2 separate regions of the Zea mays genome follow, and region 2 is linked to region 1. A link is a contact called in public Hi-C data. All regions are on one chromosome and are shown on one strand. The core of a region is the stretch at or near the end of the contact, and the rest is flanking DNA. Distances in the headings are between cores, read along the strand shown. Region 1 has its middle 41 kb from the start of LOC100193486. Region 2 holds the start of LOC103633148 (probable inactive poly [ADP-ribose] polymerase SRO3).

Region 1 (5,548 bases), core at 921-3,420:
GGCAAACATGGATTTGCCGAGTGTGGACCTGTACTGAGTGTCCTACGCTCGGTAAAGACGCTCGTTACCGAGAGCCGAGCTTTCCCGAGTGCGGCTCTCGGCAAAGCCGTCTTTGCCGAGTGCCCGAGAAAAGGCACTCGGCAAAGCGGCCGGCACTCGGCAAAGGCTCGGATTCCGGTAGTGGTAGACGGTAGTGCATTTAGAGCTGGAGCTGGCGGAGCGAGCACACTGAAGGGTGGTCAAACGAGGTCCGAGTGTGTTTATACACTTAACTTGTACAAAAAAGAATGTTTTGATTCCACAAGTAGCAAACCATGGACGACTTTGAATTTTGGTGTGGAAATTAGTTACAACCCCGTTTCGCAGTTTTCTCACGTTTCAACTTTTTACATTCTTTGCCACGGTTAAAAGAGATCTTATCAAATCTTCTGGAGATTCGTCACTGACCTTATTGAAGTAGGCGCGCGTGCAACAACGATAGTTATAACTGTAGATGATTTCTGTGACAAGCGCCCTCTGGTCTTGCAGTTTCATAAAGGGCACCGACAACATACTCCCGAGTAAGATAAAAGTCTATCAAGGCAAAAATATAGAAACATACATAAACTAAAAACTGAAGTACAAATCTCTGTGGTGTCCTGTGAACGATACAGCGTATCAGTGTCCCTGTGGGACCACGCACATGAGTGACCGGTCGATGTTGAATTGTGTAGAAGTAGTCCTCGTCATAGATGTGCCCAGATTTTTGACAAGCTAATAATTAAGGTCAAATATGGATTAGTATATGAAAACACCCATACCGTGTGGCAAATATTGTGTATGATCTCAAGTACATATTTGTGTACGAGTGTCTCTCTCTATAGAGTAGTAGTATAAACAAACGGTTCTATCCGTGATCTATCCTCGTTAATTATTGATTACTCGAGCTCTCGCCACCCTTCGCTATCTAGCTCTCCCTAATCATCAATCATCACGGGGCATGGTCTAAACCCCGTGGAGATATGCATTGACTTGGAAGCCACGACCTCCCAACCAAAGGAAGAAAATCTAGTAATGATGACATGATTAGCCGACAACGAAACAGCCACCGGCGCCGGTGGGAGAGACAAAAGCGGTAAAAAAAGCGCGGGCGTGCGGGGTGCGCCGGCCGTGTGTCAGACGATGATTCGCTACACGTCGGCGTCGTCGTCGCCGCCGATCGCCATTCACCGGTAGTCCGACGTCAGCTGGCTGGTTCTACGGTCGGTCTCCGAGCCCTGTACAGCCGCTGAACGTGCATCCGGCCCTGGCCTAGATGAGCTGGTGCAAAATCCAGGCATATAAAGTAGTAGGGAATGACCCATTTTGTTCCCCTCGTTTTTTATAAGGATCGAGTGCTCTACTACTTTATGAATACGACCCGGTCCTACGAAAACTGAGAAAATTACACGCACAGGTTCTTTTAGAACTAGTAGATTCCTTTCCTGGGTCTAAGCAAGTTGCATTGCTAGAAATTTCAGAGAAATGACCATGAGAATACGGAGCGCCTTTAATTTGTTGAGATCAACTTCAGGCACCCATGGTTGTTATATATACTTACATCCGGTCTCGAATATTTGTCGCTCGCTAGTTCATTTTTAAATTAAACCGTGACAAATAAAAATGAACGGAGTAAGCAGTTAACAAAGCATATTCTAAGACGCAGAATATGTTAGTCAATTTTTCAAAAAAAAAAAAGCTCATCGATCTACAACAGTTGAAAAAAAGACCTCCTCGAGATATATATAAGTCACCAGTGGTTTGTGTACAAGGCGCATCAGCTCATCAGAATACAACAGCTATTGATTGACGAGCTTTTCCGGTTGTTGTAGACTGATGAGCAGTACAGTATCATTGAGCTGTTGATGAGCACCATGCTATATACTAGCCACCGCTCGTATCATCAGTGCAAGCCGGTAGACATGAGAGTTACTAGTCCTATAGCTACGTGATTGATTAATTATTCTAAACAAATGAAAGAAAACTTCTTCAGCCAAACGATATACATCCATCCATGCAAATCAACCGAAAGGAAAGAAAGACAGGTGGACAAATAAAAACAGAAACCGCTGGATGAAGCAAGGCAGTGGCGGTGGCGCCAGCGGCTGACTTGTCAGATGATACCAGATATGGTGGCGCCCACAATGATTTCATATCCTGAAGTGGGGGCGGCGCATCCATCCATTCCTTTGGAGCGAGGGATGAAGATGATCTCATCAACCTCGTGCAAATGCATGTCTGGATTGTCTGTGCTTCAATTTTTTTTTTTGTGTGATGAGAGATTATCGGATGTCTCATCAGAAGAAATATACTATGCAAAAAAAACTTCAGTGCACACATGGTACATCATCATAGATCGTATAGCTGATTGGAATATTTGCTTGACAGCTAAGGTTTTCCATTATAACATTTGGAATTTTTTTTATTGAAGTTGATTTCTTACAAACAACTTTTTCCTTTGTTTGATTGTATTTGTTTTCTCTCTAGATCGCATCCGTCGCCACAAATTCAGCGTAGCTATCGTCGATTTATTTTCTTGGCTTCTTGCCTTCTTACACATCCCATGCCTGCACAGTTTTTGTCAATGTCAATTCAAGGCTAGTCTTCGTTTCAATTGGTGAGCTCCATTTCTCAATAAAAATCACTTTCCAAACCACTTTTGAGTTTAAACTTTGAATCATCTTGTACATTTCAATACAGGTTAAAAGCTAGGTTGTTTTTTCTCTCTCTCAAAGATATCACTAGATTCATCATAATGTTGTGTTGGAGCCACTACTGCCTCAAGTGTAGTCACTGATCGGCGCTGTTATTGCGCCGGCACCTCAAGCCTTTCAGAAGAATTTTTAAGACCCTCACTAGTGACGTGATGGTTTTAGGCCTACTACCCAATGCACTCTACCGCACTACAGGCCATGATTGATCATATTTGTTTTTTTTTTACTTATGATCAGTTTCTCACAAAGATAAAAGCTGAATGGTGTCCATTGTGCTGCTTGGCGAGGTCGTGTGACACCCCGCGTGGGCAAGTTCATCACTGCCGGTGTGCATTGTGCTGCTCAGCGAGGTTTTGTAGGATTTAGATTCAAGACCTCAACTTTTATATTCCATCAAATGCATAAACCAACTGAGCTATATAACATATGTGACTATACAACTAAAGTTGTTCTTTTAACTACATAATTTCAAATCTTATATTGTATATATATTTGACACTCCAAATGATCTTAAATATAAAAGTTATCCAAACAATCTTAAATGAAAAAGTTATCAACTACAGAGTTGTTGATCTCTTCAAATGCTACAAGTTTGATGTTGACTTTGTCTTCATTTTACATTGTTATTCATCTTAGATCTAATCTAAAAGCTTATATTTGATATTTTGACTTATAAACCATCTCAAATTAAAAGATATCAACTAAAAAGTTTTAGATCTCTTTAAACTCTATAGTTCTGATATAAAGTTTTTCTTGATCCCATCTTATAGTAAAGTTCTAAAGTTTTTTGCACAAAAGTCTGTCATTGGCAATTCAAGCCATGAACTAACAGTGATTCTCTAGTTCAACGGTGAAAGCCTTTTATGGTGTATTGTGGCCCAGCTCCTCATGTGGAACATGCCTACTTATGCATGTCACCTCTCTTACACTTTTGTCATCGCTTTGTGTCAAAGGGATAACCTAATGTAAAACTCCATCCACTCATGGACCGACGGTACTTACTCCTAGTAGTCATGTAGATATCATATACCACCATCACAGACCAACACGAGTCTTTTGTGCTCACTTTGTCCTCACTCACGCGTACCCGAGAAAGCATCCTGGTCGGTCACCTATCCAAGATTGCTCTGAACCAAGCACGTTTAACTCGAAGGTTTTTTCAAGATAGGCTTCCGAAAAAGATGCATCTTGTTGGTATAAGTACTCTATCAGTTCTATTAAGCATTGGACCCCAAGACAGGAACCTCCCCTCTTGGCCACGTCTCTGTGTCCAGTATTGTCATATGTCATGCCATGTGATCACTATGGGCCCACATGCCCCATGCCATATTCCTGAACCCCTAGCCACACACGCCCATAAAACCGCGAGGGTCAGCTCTATCAATGTCGAAGGATACCATCGTCTAGAGCTATTATTTGATTATTACCGCTTGAAAAGTGAAGCCATGGGCTTCGGATCAACGACATACACAAGCAATGAAGAAGCTGGACAAAGCAAGGCAGGGTCATCAAGACTTGTTTAGCAAGATTACGAGAGTAAAAGACACTGGTGCCCTTATTCTACTCATTAGCTTATATGTATAGGTTTGAGGGCTTGATTGTATTTTTTACGAAGTTCTACCTCACAACAATAAATAGAGGAACATAGCTATGCATTGGACACATGTTTTTGTCTAGAGAGAATTGAACCGCGCTGCCTACAAAGTTATATTTCCCTTACCTTCGCATTGTAATTTGTAACACCCTGAATTTAGGGATATATAATTTCTTTGCTGATATCCACAAAATTCAGGTGTTACTCCTCTTTCCTCCTCCTGTCCTAGTTTCCCTTTTTCAATTTCTTTAGAGGAAGAACTATTTTCTTGGAGATGTAATTATATCTTAGAAGACAAAATCCCAAGGGAGAATGAAGTGTTGCATCATGCTGAACCTCAATTTTTTTGTTTGATGCATATGCTTGATGCACCTCTCTTTGAAATTTGTGAAGTACACTTTGGGTTCGAAATTCAAAAGCAAAAGAGAAGATAAAGGAGAAAAAATTCAGAATAAAAGAAAAATAAAAAGAAGCCCACGCCCCTCTTCCAACCGACCTTCTGGCCCATCGAGCGGCCTGCTCCGCGCCCGCACTTTCCGCCTCCCCCTTGACCGACTGGCCCCACCTGCTAGGGCTCATCCCGCGTGCGCTCGTGTGGCCCTGCGCAGGCGCTGTCTCCCTTCCCACAGGCCCACCCTATCGGCACTGTCGCTCATAACCGCGCGCCCGCTCCCCCCTCTCTCTGTGTGCACCGAGGGCCCACCTGTCGGTGCTCTTCTCCTCGTCCGTTGCGTGCGCACCTGCGTCGGCCCACTGATGCCTTGGCCCCACCTGGCAGCCCCACCCCCTCCTTCAACCGTCAACCCACGTGGACCGTGCGCACGTCGAGTAAGTCGCGCCCAAATCGCACCACACGCTCGGCAACCGCCCCACGCTCGGCCATTTGAACCCAGTGCCCCCACTAGCTCACCCCACCCTTACTCGCGCACCCGCATGCAACTCGCCTCGCTTAGAACCGCTCGCGCTCGCCAAGAAGTCGAGCCGGAGCCCGCTGAGCCATAGTGTTGCGCCCGTCGTCGAGCACATCGAGCCCAGACGTGCCCGGAGCACCGCCACGACATCCGCCTCGTTGTCCACCGACCATGGGTCGAGCCGGACTCCGCCCTCACCGACGTCCACGCTCGAGGTCTGTCGTGCTCGCCATCGAGGGTGAGCATCTAACCTTGCCCTTTTCTCGTCTACTCTGCCTCTTACCCCTGTCTTGTCGCGACCGCTAGGCCAA
Region 2 (5,548 bases), core at 1,092-3,591, 88 kb after region 1:
TGCCTTGGCCAGCATGGCACTGAAACAGAAACGATTTCAAATAGATCGTTAGGCTTGTATATATGATGAGCTGCTAAACCGGGTCACACATTGTTGAGATGAAGTTAACTGGAACGATCAGAGATCATTTCTGTTGTTTCCCAGTTCTCTACTTCACAGCTATACTTCGTATATATATTTTGTTTATTTTTTATATACAAATGCAAAAATGCTCGGGTTAGCAAGAAATTCATTTTAATACGAAGCAACATAACAGTGTCTTCGTGATTAAGCAATCAAAATCACTGTAAATTATTTTATTGGGAATGGCGAAGAAACAAGGAATTGATTAAGACTTTGGCAAGATATATCCCTCCTATATTATATAAGTTAAATTATGATAAAAAGTTAGAGCAACTCCAGCGGTTCTCTAAAAGACTTCCTAAATTAATAATTTAGGTAGTTAACATAAAAACTATTATCCAACAGTTCTCTAAATGAACTTTCTAAATTTAACAACTTGTCATCTAACCTCATTTTCTCTCTACATTTGGCAATCATTTAACAACTCCCTAAACAAAAATGTTGACTGCATTATATAGTTTTTGTGACTTATTTTTTATGTGGATAAATACAAAACAAAATTACAACCTATATTTAGAGAACTATTGGAGAACTCACATTTTTTTACTCCAAAAGCCATTTAGCAACTTTTTAAATCTGTGATTTAGAGAGCTAAAATTTACATAACTATTGGAGTTGCTCTTAGAAGGGTAAAATATTATTTTGGTATCATAAATAAGTTAAAATAAACTATCAAATACTAACTTATTTTATTTTATTCGTAGTCATAAACAAATATTTTACTCTCTTACTTTTTCACCATAATCTAACTTATGAAATAAACACATCTAGGGCATGTTTGTTTAGGGTTTAAGATCTGAGCAGATTATAATCCCAAATAAAAACAACAGGAATATATGGCAAAAAGACTATGAACTTCGCTCTAGTTTGATATATTTACCAATCAGCGGGCTAGATAGAAGAGGAACTATGTGCAAGATTCTTACAAATTCACCCGGCAAAATCGATGCAGCTTCATATATATATATATGCAAGTAAAAGAAATGGGAATCTTGGCAACTAGGCAAATTATACTACAACTCAGCTCGGGATCGATCAAAATTGCGAAGTCCAGATTTATCTGAATCGGAATGCCAAAACCAGCTCAGAACTCACCTCGTGTAAGGGCACTGCGCCGGCGAAAGATGAACGCCGTCGCCGTGCTTGCGCGCGCCCAGCCTTGGCGCGTTGTTCCTCACGAATCCTCGCTCGACGACGGCGGCCACGTCGTCCTCCGAGGCGCCGTACCATGCGAACTTGGCGGTGCCGGTGGCTGTGCAGCGCGCGTAGGCGAGGCGCTGCCCCTGTTCCCGGAACGCCACGGTCCTCGCGCCGGGCGCGATCTTGCGCACCTCCGTGATCGCCGCGCCGCGTTGCGCCATCCCATAGCTGAGGAATAGCTTGCTGACGACCTGGTAGTACATGTCGTTCTCCTCGAGCCTCACCGCCGCGTTCTCCCATGCCTTCATCTTCTTGGCGTCCACGCCGTGTCTCTCCCCTGAGCGCACGTCCACGCCCGAGGATGACTCGGCCTCGTCCTCCGCCGGCTCGTCGTCCCTCTTGCGCTTCCTCCCTCCGCAGTCGGGCGCCGGGAAGAAGCAGTCCCCGCGGTCGTCGATCCACGCCAGCCCGGTCTCCTCGCCGGTGACCTCGTCGATCCTGATCATGCGGAGGAAGTCGAACAGGTACGCCTTGCCCCCGTACGAAGCATCGGCCATCGCCCTCCTCTCCTGGAACGCCTGGCGCAGCTGCGGCACCGCCTCTCCGGTGATACCGATCCACTTGCCGTCCTCATAACAGAGGAACCTCGCCGGCGCGCCGCTCCGCATGAACTCCCGCCAACCCCGCAGAAGCGTCGACGTGCCGTCGGCAGCAGCAACCGCAGGCCGCATGTTCGCCGCCTTCACGTCGTCGGATGACAAATCCATCGCGCTTGGCGCCGAGTCCGGCCGGTCTGCTGCGGTGCCTGTCGTGTACTATCAGGACTCAGGGGCTCGGATCAGGCGTCCGGCCGGTGATGGAGCGGGAATTATATAGGTTTCAGGATTTTGGAGGACGGTCTCGTGAGGGGCACGTTTGAGACGACGTTGGCGAGGACGTCGGTTCGGAAGGTGCTCTTTATTTCGATCTGCCTCCAGCTCTCCACTCCACCCAGGCGGCGCCTCCCTCAGCCCCTGACTGTTTCGGGGGATATGAGATATGACTTGGTAGAGAAGTCTAGAAATGTCCAGTTTAGCCTCGCAACCGTTTTGCCGGAAGATCTGCTGTGTGGAGCAGTTTTGCATGATGTGAACACGGATGTTACCGGTGGTCTTTGGTTTTCTCGATTAAATTTTAGTATGTACCGTATCTAATGTTTAGATATCAATTACAAATATTAAATATAATTTAATTATAAAAAATAGTTATATTTGTGAAGATTAAATAGAGACAGATTTATTAAATCTAACTAATTTATAATTAATGTTTATTATAGCATTATACGGGTAAATCATTGACTAATTGGATTTAATAGATTTGTCTTGCCTTTGTAATTAGTTTTAGGGTTTGTTTGGATCCATCCGGCAAATAATTTGTCGGCTAGTTTTATCATCTTGAACTCCAAACAGGCTTGCTAATAAGTTGAATAATTGTTAGTGGGAGAGTTAACAAATTGTTTATCCATTAGTCATTTGATCTTGCTAATATGTGATAATATATTCGATAAAATATCAGCGTACAAGGCGGTTGTATGGTTGGTTGCACATGCAAAAGACAGGCTTCGCACGTGACGCAAGACGGTGGAACTGTCGGTTGATTTCGAATAAATGCATGCGAGGACGACCATTAAAATTGATACTTATAGTAGTAGAGATATAGATAAAGATATGATTATTTATTTGGTATTTTTTTAAAAAATATTTTGAATGGTGTATATCATTTTTCTTGTATCAATATTAAAATCATTTTGTAATTAGTAATTAGTGGTAAAAATAAGTTTTAAATGGTTTAAATGGATATCTATATTAGCATTTCCAGTGAATACAAGCTCAGATAATTTGGATTTCCAGGCACTCACATAGTCACATATCCATCCGTACGAAAACATTCCGGGCGTTGTACTCCAACCGCCTGTGACATGACCTGGCAGTACCGGATTTGCCCTGGCTGGCCTGAGACTGATCAGTTGAGCGGCCCTGCGGCCGTGTTTGCTTGCATGTCAGGTTTGGGTTTGGGTTTGGGTTCGTCGCACGAAACGGCGCGCTCCTTTCACTCCGGATCCCCTGCAGCCAGACGCCACCACGAGCGCCTGGGCAGTTTTTCCTTGACGCGGAAGGCTCTCCGCGCCGCGCGACTGCTTCTTGAGACGCAAGCACATCCATGTGACGAGGCTTCCGTGGGGCGCCGCCGCGCCGCGGTCAGTGCCTGGTAGAGCAGAAGCTGACCTTGTGCCCTCGCGTTGCCCCTCTCTCTCTGAGTAGGAGTACTTGGATACGAATTTGCTAGCTCTGCTCCGTGGTGGTCAAGCTATTTCATCGGCGAGCTTCTGGTCGCGTGCGTACCAGTTGTACTAATGCCTCGTTATCGTGGCCCAGCACATGTGAGCGATGGTCATCAACTTGTTGCCGGCTGCCTGCCTTATCATCAATGAAAACGATTATTAACTTGCTTTTTTCTTCCTCGCCCACCTGCAAGTTGGGAGTGCTAGGAGTAGTACCACGGAAAACTGAGCTGCATACTCGATCCGGCCGTAGCTGATTGCGATGAGGCCGCGACCAATCCTGGGAACGAGCCCTGCAAGGTGTGCATCTCCCGTGTTCCATTTCCATCCACGATCCACCACCTACCTGCGCGGGCGCGGCTAGCGTGCAGTGTTCCAGCCTCTCGGGAGGCTGCATGGCGCGGCAAGCAGATATTTCATATTTGTTGCTATTCTTATCGGGTTCGTTCTATCCATTCGCCGTGGGATATTTTGGAGACCTCGTGACGCAAGCCCTGCTTGCTTCTACACTCGATCCCTTCATTTTTTTTTTATTAAAGGAAAAGGAAGCAAAAACTTGGCGCGTCAACGCGCGTGGTACACCGTACACTACGCAAGGCACAAATCAGGGGGCGGGGCGGAGGGGGATATACCAGCGGAGCACCCTTCAGTTTTGTACGGCGGAAACTGGATGAAATCCCAGGTCGGCCGTCGGCGACCTAGCTAGGGTAGTTGTTTAACAACAAGTCCACTGCAAACCGACCGCGCGATCCTCTCAGTCTCGAACTCTCGATCAACCGTCCAGTCCACGCGCGCACGACGCACACGCCGGCCTTCATAGACTGGTGGCAGCCTGCTGGCCCATGTATAGCTCGGACGGACGTGGCACAAACTTAGGGCCTAAGCTAACCCTACATCCATTAATACGATTGAGTCCGTATATTTAATTATAGTATTTTTGCGAATTATTTTAAGATTATTATTAATTAAGCATATACACCTCAATACCTCATTATCATGGCACGCCTATGATGCCCTTGCACCAATACTATGGGGGTGTTTGGTTCTGTGGACTAAAGTTTAGCCCGTGTCACATCAAGCGTTTGACTTTCAAATAGAAGTATGAAATATAGACTCAACCAACTGTACTAGATTCGTCTCACTTTTTAATCTTCGGCTGAGAAAATAGTTTTATAATCCGACTACATTTAATAACCCGAACGAAGGTTCAAACATTCGATGTGATAGGGGCTAAATTTTAGCAGGGGCAAACCAAACACCCTCTATAAAACCACTTCTTCCGTCCACAAATGTTTGTCGCCATGGTATTCGTGTTGCTAAAACTTTCTTAAGTTTAACTAGTTTTATAAAAAAAATATTAGCTATATTGGTATCTCCAAATAATTTTACTAAAAAATTAATTTAAATATCTATCTAATGATACTAATTATATACTATAAATACTAACACTTTCTTATGTATATTTGATCAAAGTTAAGAACGGTTGACTCATATAAAAGATAAGAACGACCAATATTTTTGGACCGGGGGAGTAACAATTACCAACTTAAATTAGCTAGGGGAGTATAGAATGGATAAGCTAATAGGCCAACTAATTATTAGCTACACCCCAACTAACCGTTCGTTCACTATCTCAAGCCAGCTAATTTCATCTAATAGATGGTTAAAGTATAAAATACCCCCCACTACCCACCATATATACCCCATTCTTTCTGGAACTCATCCTCGCAAGCAAAGGAGCTGTCGCCACCACCGCTGCACGCCTGCACAGGTAAGCCAGGTAATTTGAAATTTTGAATTCATTTCAATTTTCTAGAATATTCGTACAAGTAACCATGTTATGTTGCTAAATATGACTTAAAGCATAGAAGGGAGCCAGGGGTAGTAAGAACAATTAGTTCGTAAGAATAATCTATTAGCTAGCTAGCTATTCTAGCTAATAACTTATTAACTAACTAATTAACT

The links. Hi-C and Micro-C count contacts between places; a contact is called where the count stands out from the background.
Region 2: a contact with region 1 is called in a Hi-C map of leaf, with 4 times the contacts expected there. The contact joins the promoter of LOC103633148 here to the enhancer-like site in region 1. A contact is called at or near these places in 3 of 25 Hi-C or Micro-C datasets (endosperm, leaf and tassel).

What each region holds. Positions count from the first base shown.
Region 1 is chr1:29,593,046-29,598,593 of Zm-B73-REFERENCE-NAM-5.0, forward strand. No RefSeq gene overlaps it. Among protein-coding and RNA genes, the nearest start is that of LOC100193486, 41 kb to the left of the region's middle. Within about 2 kb of position 2,171, at least 12 of the 20 cell types and tissues checked have an H3K27ac peak or open chromatin away from gene starts, as enhancers often do. A contact at or near this core is called in endosperm and leaf, where this site is marked.
Region 2 is chr1:29,681,197-29,686,744 of Zm-B73-REFERENCE-NAM-5.0, forward strand. LOC103633148 (probable inactive poly [ADP-ribose] polymerase SRO3) reads right to left here and starts at 2,342. Exons shown (of 4, transcript XM_008654828.4): 1 at 1,219-2,342; 2 at 1-19. The coding sequence starts at 2,030.